2 separate regions of the Mus musculus genome follow, and region 1 is linked to region 2. A link is a contact called in public promoter capture Hi-C data. All regions are on one chromosome and are shown on one strand. Each heading gives the region's core, a stretch centred on a gene start, on an enhancer-like site or on the middle of the called end of the contact. The rest is flanking DNA. Distances are from core to core; before and after follow the strand shown. Region 1 holds the start of Slc47a2 (solute carrier family 47, member 2). Region 2 holds the start of Cops3 (COP9 signalosome subunit 3).

Region 1 (6,777 bases), core at 1,325-3,824, 1.5 Mb before region 2:
TTTGGATGGTATTTAGATTGAAAGTTTACTCCGAACAAACAAACTGTTAGCAGTGCAAACTTGTAAGCCGTTTATAGCGTGTGCTCGTGGGTTCCTTCCATAGAATGAGATACAAATGTGCTCTTGTAAACTGTAAAATACCCCTATTTCTTACTACAAAACGAAACACAAATGTGCCTCTCTTTGTCCCCTGTGAGTATCTCCTGGAGCAATGAAAGTAAAAAGATAATATTGGAGTCACTTCTGCCTATTTGTATGGGAGAGACCTAGCAAGGTCCTATGGGATAGACTTAGGTCAAGCAGAGGACACTTCTGAGCATGTACAAGTCTTGTCTTGTATGAACCTAATGGTGGACGGGAACTTCTGGACAGACCATGTCAGTGTAAAGAGATTTCAGAGGGCAGAGCTCATTGCAAGTCAGGTGGAGGAGTGGGTCGGTGTGACTTGGCAATTTTGATGGATTTGTTATGTTTTTCTCTACAGTGCCTTATCTGAAACAAATAAAAACGACTTGAAGGAACATTAATGGTCATTTAAAGGGAAAGCAGACCTTCCCCTGCAGCATCGCCCTAAGATGCTTGCTTGCTTGCTTCCTTCCTTCCTATCTTCTTATCTGTATGTCTTTCTTCCTTTCTTCCTTTCTTCCTTCCTTCCTTTCTTTCTTTCTTTCTTTCTTTCTTTCTTTCTTTCTTTCTTTCCTTCTTTCTGTCTGTCTGTCTGTCTGTCTTCCTCTTTCTTTCTTTCTTTCTTCTTCTTCTTTCTTTTCTTTCTCTCTTTCTTATAACAACTTTTTTCTTGAATTAACTTTCTCCTAGCAACAATCACAAATAATAACCACCACCATCTGTACATATGAAAGTAAGAATCCTTTCAAGCTACTCACTAAGACCCCTTTTCCCCACAGTGTGTCCTGAGAGCCATGGAGAAATTATGATGACGGATCTTGAAAAAAAAGACGAGACTCAGTTGGACCAGCCGATGAACCAGCAACAAGCTTTGCCTATCCGTCCAAAGGACAGCAATAAACTGTCTGGGAAACAGTTGGCCTTACGGAGAGGACTCCTGCTCCTAGGGGTAGTCTTAGTCTTGGTGGGTGGGATTTTAGTGAGAGTCTATATCAGAATTGAATAATGTGGGAATGCCATCAATCCAGCAACTTGGGTGCTCCTCAGTCTGTGAAGTTAATGCTGAACAAATCCACCCCACATTGAAACATCAGGGCTGGGGATACTGCAGACAGCAATATGTTCAGCATGTTCTGGGCCCTCTAACATAAGTTCTCTCTCTCTCTCTCTCTCTCTCTCTCTGTATGTGTCTCTCTTTGGGTGTGTGTTTGAGAGAGACAGAGAGAGGGAGACACCCCCCCAAGAGATATAAACAGAAAGACAAAGAGACATAGATGAGACAGAGGCAGAGGAGATGCTCTGGAGTGGACAATGCCTGCAATATACTTACCTACCAAATACCAGTATTCGAAACATTGTACCAACCGGAATGTTGATTTTGCACCCCTGGGATTGCAGGGAGTCACCTGGAGACTCTAGCTCACTGCCACTGTCCCCATGTTTCCAAAGGATAGTGTCACACATTGTGAACCCAGGAAAAGCTCCCCGTTCAAAAACAGTCTCTTCTGAATGCGTGTCACTTTTGCATCAATGTTAAAGTTGAGCCCCTGGAAAGTGAATCACTGTTTAAGTCTGGGCCCACGTGCAGTTTTGAACATAGAGACAATTCAGAGCCAGTCATTATAGTTAACAGAATTCAACTGTGCCCATGGGAATTATGAACTGAGAATTCAAAAATTTTGTTTCTCTAATAAATAAGGTAAACACCATATAGTGCAATGTGGGGGAGACTATGGGGGAGTATTAATTCATCTGCCACTGTCAAACATGCACTGCTGTCTACTGTCTTCATTCCGGGCTGGAATTCCTATTTCTTCTGCCTATTGTTTTCTATGCTACAAAACTATATCTGAACTGCTTCTATATTCTTGCTGTGTGACTTCTATTAAATACATTTTATGATATGTCTCTGGGCTGTAGATTATTATTCCGTGAGCAAACAGCGTTTATAAATCATCAGAGGAAGCTCAGATTCCCCTGGGAGAGGGGTGCAGGCAACGGGAGGTCTCTGGAGCTGTAAAGCGATGAAGACCCAGAGTGACAATCCCCCTGGTGGTGGCCATTGGACAAAGCTTGAACAAAGTCGAAGCCCAATTCTTCCAGCCTCTGAAGGGTTGATTAAGTACACACGGATAATTCAGCAAACTTCCAAAGTACAGAAAATGAACACAATTAGAAACGTCAGTCACTATGAGTGTAAAACGGCTCAATTTATTTTTTCTTTTGGTGGTTGGGGCTGGGGTTGGAGTCTGCTACAGGCAGGCATTCCTCATTGAGCTACACCAGCAGCTACACAGTGGCGTTTGGATGGGACCACCTAAACCATCCCTCAGCTTAATTCTTGTTGTGTCTATAAGCACCCAGGCCGAGGCTTGTGCCGCGCGCTGCGCTCGGCGACGGTTGGATTTGGACGCGGCGCCCGGGGCGGGGTGGCGCGTGGGGCGGTTCCCGCCCGGCTCCCTGCACTTCGCAGTGGCTACTCGACTCACGGCTCCACGTGTGGATCGCGCCACTATCTGAGCCTGTGCCATGGAGCCGGCCGAGGACAGCCTGGGAGCCACCATCCAGCCCCCGGAGCTGGTCCGCGTCCCACGGGGGCGCAGTCTGAGGATCCTGCTGGGCCTTCGAGGAGCGCTGTCCCCCGACGTGAGACGGGAGGCGGCCGCGCTAGTGGCGCTCGCGGGCCCGGTGGTGAGTTGGACCCCGAGCTGCGGGCGCGGGGCGACCTCAGGCGGCCCGAGAGTGACCGCCTCTCTGCTCCTTGCAGTTCCTGGCGCAGCTGATGATCTTTCTCATCAGCATCGTCAGTTCCATCTTCTGCGGACACCTGGGCAAAGTCGAGTTGGACGCCGTGACACTCGCTGTTTCCGTAGGTGCTAACTGTTTCAGCTGATGATGTGGTAAAGCCGGAAAGCTTTAATGTGTTTTTATTTGTATAGCGCTGGAAATGGCCTCAGTGCCAAGAATCCGAATTAGAACTGCAGGGTCTGGGTCTGACCCACCGTGCTACTATGATCTTCAGATTTGGGAAGAGAGCGAGTTCAGAGTAAATCCCCGCTTCACCCCCTCCCAACCCCCAGGCACTGCGTCCTGGGGGGACATGAAAGGAGTGTCCCAAGCAGACCACATGGTGCACAGCTACCCTAAATGAACTTTGTGTCCCCACTTCTGAAACCAAACCACCAAAGCTATTAGTTACACGGTTCATTAAGATTGCATGTAAAGTGTCTTTCTTCCTCATGGCTTGCAATCCCGCGTCCTTAGAAGCCTCTCTCCATCTGCTAGCAAGGTAGTGGAAAGCAGCTCGCTTGCATTTGATCCTCACTTTCAGACAGGAGAGAAACTCTTCCTCCAAGGGAGGTGATGGCGACTGGGTCCTCCCCTATTTCCGAAAGTGTCCCTTCTGCCCGCTAGGATGTTGGAATGCCCTGTGCAATAGTGGAGGTCCGCAGTTTCTCTTTCAGTATAATGGAGGAGAGAGACCTGGCGCTCGCTCTCTCTCTCTCTCTCTCTCTCTCTCTCTCTCTCTCTCTCTCTCTCTCTCTGTGTGTGTGTGTGTCTCAGTTTATGTATGGATCTATAACTGTACTGTCAGAATTATAGTTTTAGTTTTCTCTCTCTCTCTCTCTCTGTGTGTGTGTGTCTCAGTTTATGTATGGATCTATAACTGTACTGTCAGAATTATAGTTTTCTCTCTCTCTCTCTCTCTCTCTCTCTCTCTCTCTCTCTCTCTCTCTCTCCTCTTTCTCTGTTGTTGTTGTCTGGCAATTTCCTTTCCTTTTCCTGTTATGTCTCTAGAGTTTCGATGTAAAAACAACAGGAATAAATGCGACCCACAGTGAGACAGGAGGCTTGGCGGTGGTCCGTGGGAGCACCAGTGTGTTCTACAGACAGGGCTTTCTGCAGATAAGGGCAGGACAGTGAGAGCCACTGTCAGCCCTTCATAAATGAGTCAAGGAGATATGTTGCTTTTAGTGAATGTTACCTTGTAACTAATTGTTGGGAAGGTAGTGGCCCAGTGGTTAGATATGTTAAGTTTTATACATTTTGTTTTTGAAACAGGGTCATGCTCAGTAGTCCAGGCTGGCCTTGAAGTTTCAATATTCTTGCCTCCATTGGAATTACGGGCCTAGTCATTTTTGTCTCATCTTTTGTTGTAATGCTGTTCCTGGTGAGAGAGAGAGAGAGAGAGAGAGAGAGAGAGAGAGAGAGAGAGCTCTGACTGTGCTCAGTCTGGTAGAAGCTTGAACAAACCTGGGCTATAGAGGATGACTGGTATTCTAAGCCAACCAAAGGCAGTTAGTTACAACAATAACAACAACCAACCAAACAAACAAACAAACAAATAACAGAACAAAGACACTCTCATGTGTCAAAGTAGGGCAGGGGTGGTATACACCTTTAGTTCCAACCCTTGGAGGGAGGCAGGCAGGCAGGTCTCTGAGTTCAAGGCCAGCCTGGTCTACAGAGCAAGTTCCAGGACAGTCAAAGCTACACAGAGAAACTCTGTTTAGAAAAATAACTTTTTGTTTGTATGTTTGTCTGAGACATGTTTTGTTTTGTTTTGTTTTGTTTTGTTTTGTTTTGTTTCTGTGTAGTTCTGGCTGTCTGGGAACTCTCTGTAGAGACCAGGCTGGCCTCGAACCCCGAGATCCACCTGATTCTGCCTCCTACTGAGTACTGGGATTAAAAGCACACACTACCACTTTTTATAAAGTGAGGTACTTCCTCTTTCCCTTTCCTGGATTGGTTGATCAGTGTGTGCCTCACTGCTGGGTCCCTTGTGCCATGTGCCCTCTGGGTTTCCTGTCTGGTGGGGTAAGTTTAGGGGACTCCATATGTGGCCTGCTACTGACCTCCCGAGGATGTAGGTCTCCGGGCCCATTGTTAGTATCTCAGAGCATTGCTGAGGCAGAGCAGTTTATAAGGAAAGGGTTTCTTTAGGACATTTGAGAGCATGGTACCAGCTTCTGCTGAGATCCAGGGGGAACCTCGGAGCTCCATCATCACATATAGATGGCACCATGGCTTCTGGTAGGAGCCAACAGTCACACAGCGAGACTGAAGGCAAGAGGGACTCAGGTACCTGGCAAACTTCGTACAGTTTGTTCTCAGGGGAACAAATTAGGTCCCGGGATCTCACAGAGCCCAGCCTGACCTCAAACTTGCCATGTTGTAGCAGGGTAGCTCCTCCTGCCTTCACCTTTCCAGGGCTGGGGTTACAGGCATGTGTCACCGTGACCAGTGTCACCATGGCAGTGCTGGCTTGGTGTATTCTAGACAAGCACTCTACCTACTGAGCCCCGTGAGAACTATATTAGCCCCATCTTAGGCCAGCATCCCAGTGACTTAGCCACCCTTCACTAAATGTCACTTCTTGAAGGCCCCACTACCTCTCAGCTACACCACACTGAGGACCAGGCTTTCAGCATATAAACCTTTGGAGACCACATTTCATTAGCCAAAGCACTGGATCAGAGAGCAGGTAATTTACCTGGAGTTGATACAGCTGCTATGTGTGAGACCCAGGATGAAGACCTGCACCTCTCTCTCCTCTTAGCACACTCGCCCGACCCCTCGTCCTGTGGCCTAACCTCTGGGTAGTTGGGGAGTGACGAAATCTACTCGAGAGGGAAGCAAATGCCAGCTCCTTACCAGACTACTAAAATCTGAGGTTTGCTGTAAGACCTCATAGCTTCAGGTCATGCCAAGTAACCTAGGTGATGCAAATAAGAATAAGTTTCTGTCACTCAGGCTTCCCCTAAAATGTGAAACTATAATCCTATGTACACGTGACTTTGGACAGTGCCTGGTCATAACATCATATACATGAAGAGCCTGGCACATAGTATATGTTCAATAAACATTGGGCGTTGTTTGCGTGTGCGCGCATGTGTTTGCATTGAGTCCAGAGGAGGAAGAGAGGGTCCTGCTCTCTCCCTCTCCACCATACTCTTTTGAGGCAGAGTCTCTTACCAAACGTGGAGCAGTATTTCAGCTGGGTTGGAGGACGGTCAGTGAGCTCCAGGGTCTGCCTGTCTTCCCAGCACCCAACCCCCTACCCTACCAAGTCCCAGAGCTGAACACGTATGCAGTTTTTACAGGGGCTCTGGGGATCCAGACCCAGGTTCTCATAATTGCTAGCTGGATTTTTGAATAGATGTTTTTCTTTCTGCAGCATGCATGCACAAACACACACACACACACACACACACACACACACACACGAGCACCTAGCACTGCTATTTTTTGAGTGGATATCCTCTGGCAGATGAGGTACATGGTCTTTAGACAATAAGAAAACCTTTTTGTTTATTTTACTTTTTAATTTTTTAAGATGGGATTTGACTCTGTTGTTACTAAGACTTCTCTTGAGTCCCTTGGGCTCAAGTGATTCTTTTAGCTCAGTCTTGTGTGTGGTTGGGACCGCAGGACATGCCACAGTGCCTGGCTTTACTTCTCTAAAGCAGAAGCTCGTTCACGCACACTATGTTTAGGAAACCTAGGCTGGCTGGCTGTGGCTGACCACTCCTTTAATACCAGCATTTGGAAGCTAGAGGCAGGAAGATCTCTGTGAGTTCCAGGATATCCAGGGATAATTAGAGAAACCCTGTTTCAAGAAAAGAGAAGAGAAGAGGAGAGGAGAGGAGA
Region 2 (7,243 bases), core at 124-2,623:
CCTACGAATCCCTGAGCACAAACTCTCACCAGTCTTTGAGTTTGGCTTGAAATCTCACTAATCCTCACCGTGGAAATCTTTACCCTGGAAAACTCCTTCCCCATGAAACTCTGTATAAGCCTGTCTCCTCACCAATTCCCTGCTGCTTCTCCCAGGAGAGGCAGCACCCTCTGTTATCTCTCCCAATCTCTTGAGTGACGTTTGATGTGCCATGTGACTTTGTGGCATTCCTTGGCTCCAGACTGCCAGGATAACTTTCCCTTCAGCTGTCACACTTACACACAAGCAACCTCTCCCCTCAGAGCTGTAATACTTCCATTGGAGAAGTCTTTCCGGAGCTGTAACACATTCATTGGCATTGCCCCCTCGGAACTGCAACACTTGTATTAGGGAAAACTTGCCCCTTAGAGCGGTAACACTAACACCCTGGATCCCGGTTGCTTTCAAGAGTCTCCCTCTAAAGCCTCATTGCCTGAGGCCTTTCATTCATCTTATGAAGTGATACAAAGTAACCTTTTTCTCATCTTTGCTACAGCACTAGAAATCCTAGGAAAGAAATTAGTTCCGAGCCAAGCAGGAACCTAAAGTGTGCTGTGCTATCTATCAGAACCCCTTAGCCTTAGATTACCGAGCTTGCTTCAGAGGGAAAGTTTAACCTGAGTTTAACTGTTACAGATAGATGATGGTCATATAAGAAACCAAAGATGGAATGAGAAAAATCACTGCTTCAGTCTAGACCTGGGGAGCCTGGAAATCCGAGGAATTGCTTGGTGTTTAATTTTCAGCTTTAGAATTCAAAACCTTCCTAATGTTACACTTTGACTTGGGAAACTGTCCAGCACTAAGCTGTTAGTTCTCAGGCATTGTGTATGTTCAGAAATGAGCACAACCTCAGATACAGAAGGGTTTCTGGTCGTTAGATAAAAGCCACCATTCCTAGGAACTTATAAAACGAGTTCCCCATCCTTCAAAAGGAGTCATTTTCCCTTGCCTTTGGAAGAAAGTATGGCTCTCTAGTGACATGTTCCGGAAGTGGCAATGGAGCCGTGTCGGAAGTATGTGGCTAGGTTTAAAATAATGTTCAGTCATTCTAAGCAAAACTGGGCCCAGAAATTTTGTGCTTAAGTGTTATTCTTTCCTTTCTTCGTTATTTCCATTTAACATGAGACGAGATTTCCCAAGTGCACTACAATGAAAGGCGAGGGAGGGGACCTGACTTCCGGCGACTAGCGGAACTGTTTCCATGGAGACAGGAGGGGGTGCCTCAGCCAGGTAAGATCTCGCGGCGCTTGGCCGGCGGAAGTGACACAACCTGCCTCCAGGCTTTAGTGGGTCGCCGGGCCCCTCCTCCTAGAGCAGTCGCTTTTTCCCGCGCGAGCTTACCTCTGTTGCTCGGGCCACCAGCGGGGGGAAACATGGCGTCTGCTCTGGAGCAGTTCGTGAACAGTGTCCGACAGCTCTCAGCTCAAGGTGAGGCCTGGGCCGCAGAGCTGGCCCGGTATGCCCTGGCACCGGTGCGGATTTGGGACCGCCCTTCGCTCTCTAGCCTCTCCCCCTGGACCTGCTCAAGCCTTGGTGCTTAGGGTAGGAGCGCACGGCCGAGGGGAGCAGTCCTCGTGCTGTCGTGCGCCGTCGTCCTTGCCGTCGCCTTCCCCTGCCTCGGGCCCCGGAGACTTTCCTTCCCCTCCCCCTCCAGCACCCCCCCTCCGGGCCCCAGCCACGGGGCGCCGCTTGACAGTTTGGGGGCGTGACTTCCGGTAGGGGCATTCCGGAGCACCCATTGGTCCCTTGGCCATCACTGCTTTTTGGTGATTGGTCTAGCGTCCTGTCCGTCCTGCCGGTCTGCCCCCCCGCCCCCACCAGGCCCTTCTAGCGGCTGGAGGGGAGTCTTTTCTAGGCTCCTTGGCTAGAAGGCGTGAGTCTTGGCTGGCCAGCGGCGCACGCTCGGAATCCTCCGCCCCTATTTTGGTCGAACCGAGCTCCAAGGGAGCTTTCAGTAGTCGGACTACATCTCTAGGGCGTACAGTTGTTACTTTATTTCCCCCCCTTAATTTGCATACCGTCTGGTCCATTCATCTCGTCACTTGAACACACCCATAATCTTGAGCCAGAAGAATGTGACCTCTCTTTAATAGAGTTAAGGGAATGGAGTGGAGAAAGCATGTTAGAAATGCTTTTGACATGTGGAAATTCCGTGAGGTTAGGCTCGTTTCTTCATCTGTAGAAAAAGAGAGGTATGAGGTGTGTCCGGGTAGTTGTCCACCTAACTCTTGTAAGGTTTAAATGATGACACCATGCAAAATAAATGGTAATTCTCGTTTTCCTTGTCAGTGATAGACTTAAGCTCACAGGCCAGATAGACACCTGTGAGTGATTTTTTTTTTTCTTTAAATAAGTCATTCATCCATACGATACAGGTAGGACTAGTTAAGTAAGGAGTGAGCATAGGCGTGCACTCCTTTAGTCCCCTAACTCTGGAGGCTGAGTTAGGTGGATCTCTTGAGTTCAAGGCCAGCCAGCATTACACAATGAGAACCTTGTCTCTAAATAAGTTAATTAAGTGGAGCTGGAGAACAGCTCTCAGCATGTACTACTCTTTCAGAGGACCAGAGTTCAGTTCCTGGCATTGTTAGTGGACACCCAACCCCTTGTAACACCAGCTTCAAGGGACCCAAAACCTAACATCCTCTTCTGTCTCTTCACGCACCTTCACTTACATGCACATAACCACATACAGACACAGAAAATTAAAATTAGACAATTACAGCACAGCCGTACAAATGGATTCCTATGCAGCTGTGGGAAGAAAAGTGCATATACTTTTTGCAAACTGAAAAGGAATCTGAGGTCATCATTAAATAGCAGAAAGATGCTTAATAGTGTACACAACACAGTGCCATCTATGTGAATAAATAGACTGCATGGCGCATGGGTGAGTATTCCTATTCATGTGGACTGTCTTTAGATCCTTAAGGTGTTCACTGGTAACACTGGGTTGCTTCTGAGAAAAGAATGAGGCTAGCTGGAGTATAGACTCTGGATGGGAGAGGGTTCTCTTTAGTTTTGTAGATTGTCTGTAAACATGCACTTGGTTTTTGTTTGCTTTGGAGGTAGGGTCTCACTGTGTAATCCTGCTGGCCTGGAATTTACAGAGACCCACCTGTCTTTTCTCCTAGCCACACTATAATGCCATTAAGTGGAACTTTTTTTTTTTTTTTTTTTTTTTTTAAAGATTTATTTATTTATTATATGTAAGTACACTGTAGCTGTCTTCAGACACTCCAGAAGAGGGCGTCAGATCTTGTTAGGGATGGTTGTGAGCCACCATGTGGTTGCTGGGAATTGAACTCAGGACCTTCAGAAGAACAGTCGGGTGCTCTTACCCGCTGAGCCATCTCACCAGCCCCTTTTTTTTTTTTTTTTTAGCAGTTTGGAGGCTAGTCAGTCCAAGGAGCTGTTGCTTAGCTGCTCAGTAGACCCTTACACGTGGATTCACTTTGAGTTACCTGGTCACCACAGTCTCTTGTAGTACATTGAGGGCACAGAGTAGGTGGATAGTGAGTCGTGGGGAATGAAATTATGGCGAGGGCAGAGAGAAGAGCCCAAGTTGATGAATGACCGGGAGGTGAGTCAGTAGAAACCAGTTATTAAGTTGGCTCTGGACACTGAGCTGGGGTGTTTGGATTTATTAAAGCCTAGAGTGTAATTTGATTGAGTTTGCATAATAAGAAGTAGAATTTGGAATAAACATATATACCATTTAGAAGATATGCCAAGTAGTCCATACAAGAAGTGATAATGTTCGGAATTAAGACGTGAAAGGGAGAGGAGTGGAGCTGAGGAACTTATGGCATAATGTAAGTCCTGTTTGGTTCTGAGAAAGACAGTGACAGTGATATGTAGACTTCTGGCTTTAGGAACTGCAGGCGCTTTCTGGAGCCCAGAGGGGATTGGGAGGTCTTGTGTTTCCTCTGACTAGCTTTGAGGCAGGGGCAAGTTGTTTGTTCTCATCCTAGTCTCAGAGGAAGACATAACAAATCATCCAAGCATTTGAGAAGGAAGTCTGGTTAGTGTTCTTTAGTTATTACCCTAACTGAATGCTAGTGTTCTGTTTTGCAGGGCAAATGACTCAGCTTTGTGAACTCATCAACAAGAGTGGAGAACTCCTTGCGAAGAACTTGTCCCATCTGGACACTGTGCTTGGGGCTTTAGATGTTCAAGAACACTCTTTGGGTGTCCTTGCTGTTCTGTAAGGGACATTTTCTTTTCTTTTGTAGGTTTGTGCTTATTACAGTCTGTGTTTTCTAGTGTGCGCATATGCTCCAGCAAATCGCAGCTTACTATTATATTGTGTTCAGTTCCATGTCTTTTGTTTGTTTGGAGACAGGATCTCTCTGTAGCCTGGCTCCCTGACTGTCGTGGAACTCACTTTGTAGACCAGGTTGACCTCAAACTAAAGAGATCCACCTGCCTCTGCCTCTGAGTGCTGGGATTAAAGGTGTACACTACTACACATGACACCAGTTTTATAATTTTTTGAAAGGTTTATGTGTATTTCATGTGTATGAGTATTTTGCTTGCATGTATTCATGTATACCACATGCATTTCTGGTGTGTTCAAAAGTCAGAAGAGGGTGTTGGATTCCCCTGAAACTGGAGTTATGAGTGGTTGTGAGCCACCATATGTGTACTGGGTCCTAACCCAGGCTCTCTGCAAGAGGAACAAGTTCTCTTAACTTCAGAGTGAATGATCCAGCTTGCAAATTTATCATTTTCATTCATTTATGTATGTACAAATTTGAATTTTTGAAATTTTTGTTGTTTTTTTTTTTTAAAGATTTATTTATTTTATGTATATATAAGTACACTATAGTTGTCTTCAGACACACCAGAAGAGGGCATCAGATCTCATTACAGATGGTTGTGAGCCACCATGTGGTTGCTGGAAATTGAACTCAGAACCTCTGGTAGAGCAGTCAGTGCTCTTAACCACTGAATCACCTCTCCAGCCCTTGTTGATTTTTAAGACAGGGTTTCTCTTTGTAGCCCTGGCTGTCCTGAACCAGGCTGGTTTAAAATATTTTTTTTAATTTGTGTGTTTGTGTTGTGGGGTGCCCTTAGAGGACAGAAGAGGAGCTGAAGTTACAGGCAGCTGTGAGCCACCTGACATTGGTGCTGGGAACTGAACTAAGTCCTTTGTAAGAACAGTGGTGTTCTTAGTCTCTGAGCCATCTTGCTCCTTGAAAATTTCCTTTAAAAAAAGCTAGGCATTATAACTTGCATTTGTCTCAATATTATGTTAATGTGATCCAGAGGCTTAGCAATGTTTTCTAACTTAGAAAGCAAAAATGTAATATAATGTAGTAGGGTATGGTGGACTACAGTTAGTCATGTATCTTCTTATAGCCTGGCACAGATTTTCAAATCTCTTGTAACTGGAGTTCTTGTAACAATGTCTCAAGAGAATTTGTTTTGTTGGAGTGTATAAATGGGGATGTTGTCATGGCATTTAAAATAATAAACATCTGGCCCTAGTCACACTGGCAATTCTGAGAGGAAGGTGTATTTTTTTCTTACTGATATGAAAGAGCAGATAGTATACACATATACACATTTTCATATATGTCACATGGGATGTATGTGAAGACATACTTTTTACATGTGTTTATTTGTGTGTGTCTACATCTACATGCAGAGGTCAGAGACAACTTGTGGGAATTGTTTCCTTGCTACCGTGTGGGTTTCAGGGATCAACCTCAAGTCATCACCCTTGGCCGTAAGCACCCTTACCCTCTGAGCCTGCTCCCTAGCTCAGAAAGCTTTTCTTTTTTCCCTCTGAGACTGGATTTCAGTATTCTACACAGGCCAGTCCTGGGCTCACCGTCTTCCTGCCTTAGCCTCCCTAGTGCTAATGCCTGCAGCCATGAAAACATTTGGTACTATATAGTGTCTTACCATTGAGTGTTAGTTATGTACAAATATTGCATGAAAGAACCTGTGTCTGAAGCCTCGTTTCTTTTTTTTTTTTTGGTTTTTCGAGACCGGGTTTCTCTGTGTATCCCTGGCTGTCCTGGAACTCACTCTGTAGACCAGGCTGGCCTCAAACTTAGAAATTCGCCTATCTCTGCCTCCTGAGTGCTGGGATTAAAGGCATGCACCACCAATGCCCAGCTTGAAGGCTCGTTTCAATCCATGTTCTTTCACTTACAGAATGTGGAGCCCTGTACTGCTGCTTTTTCAGATATAAATCACAGTGCTTTGTTGACTGTTGTGAAATTGTTTCTGGCACATGTTCATAATTACAAAGTAGAAAGTGACATTGTTAGCAGTGCTGTGTTGATTAGCTGTCCTCAACTGTCCTGATGATGCTGCAACCCTTAATACAGGTCCTTGTGTTGCGGTGACTCTCAACCATAAAGTTATTTTCCTTGCTACTTCATAACTATAATTTTGCTATTATTATGAATCATAATATTTTTGGAGACAGAGGTTTGCCAAAGGGTATACACCCACAGGTTGAGAACTGCTGGTGTAGATGAAAGTAGGCAAACTAAAAGATGGAAGTGAATCCATCATTTTTCTTGAAATTAATTTCAGTAATTGTTTTAAAAGATCACAACAGGGCTAGAGAGATGGCTCACTGGTTAAGAACACTGGATTGCTTTTCCAGAGGTCCTGAGTTCAATTCCCAGCAACCACATGGTGGCTCACAACCATCTATAATGGGATCTGATGCCTTCTTCTGGTGCAACAGTGTACTCACATGCATAAAATAATTCTTTTAAAAAAAGAAAGAAAGGAAAAAGACATTCTATTTAAAAAAAAAAAAGATCACAACATTTGCTTTAATGCAGTGCTCTAGTGTGGCAGCTTTCTCTCCTGAGATTCTCTGCAAGCCCTCCTGAAAGTGTCTCATGTCAGCTGGTGGCTGGCTGCCCTTCAGTCAGGATGGGTCATCTGAGTGCTCCCTGTTATATCTGCCCCTCCTCTGGCTGTCAGCTAGTTCTTTGGGTATTCCAGGTAGAAATCCACCTGGCCACAGCATCTTGAACCTAAGCTGCTGCCTTGCTTAGCCTCCCACCACACCCCATTCTCTTTGCTTTATTTGAGTACATTCTACCCCAAACAGGAAAAACAGCAGATTCTTCTTTTTAGAAATGTTTATTTTGTTTGTATATGGAGACGCACACATGTCCCACATGTATAGAGGTTAGAGGACAACTTGCTAGAGTTGGTTTCCTTC

What was found. Promoter capture Hi-C pulls out the DNA fragments that hold promoters and counts their contacts.
Region 1: a promoter capture Hi-C map of liver shows a contact between it and region 2, with 2.1 times the contacts expected there. The contact joins the promoter of Slc47a2 here to the promoter of Cops3 in region 2. A contact is called at or near these places in 3 of 39 promoter capture datasets (cranial neural crest and liver).

The regions. Positions count from the first base shown.
Region 1 is chr11:61,338,657-61,345,433 of GRCm38.p6, reverse strand. It overlaps Slc47a2 (solute carrier family 47, member 2), which reads left to right and starts at 2,574. Exons shown (of 17, transcript NM_001033542.2): 1 at 2,574-2,817; 2 at 2,894-2,995. The coding sequence starts at 2,656. Slc47a1 (solute carrier family 47, member 1) reads left to right here. Exons shown (of 17, transcript NM_026183.5): 17 at 906-2,034. The coding sequence ends at 1,132.
Region 2 is chr11:59,833,897-59,841,139 of GRCm38.p6, reverse strand. Cops3 (COP9 signalosome subunit 3) reads left to right here and starts at 1,373. Exons shown (of 12, transcript NM_011991.1): 1 at 1,373-1,470; 2 at 4,120-4,249. The coding sequence starts at 1,416.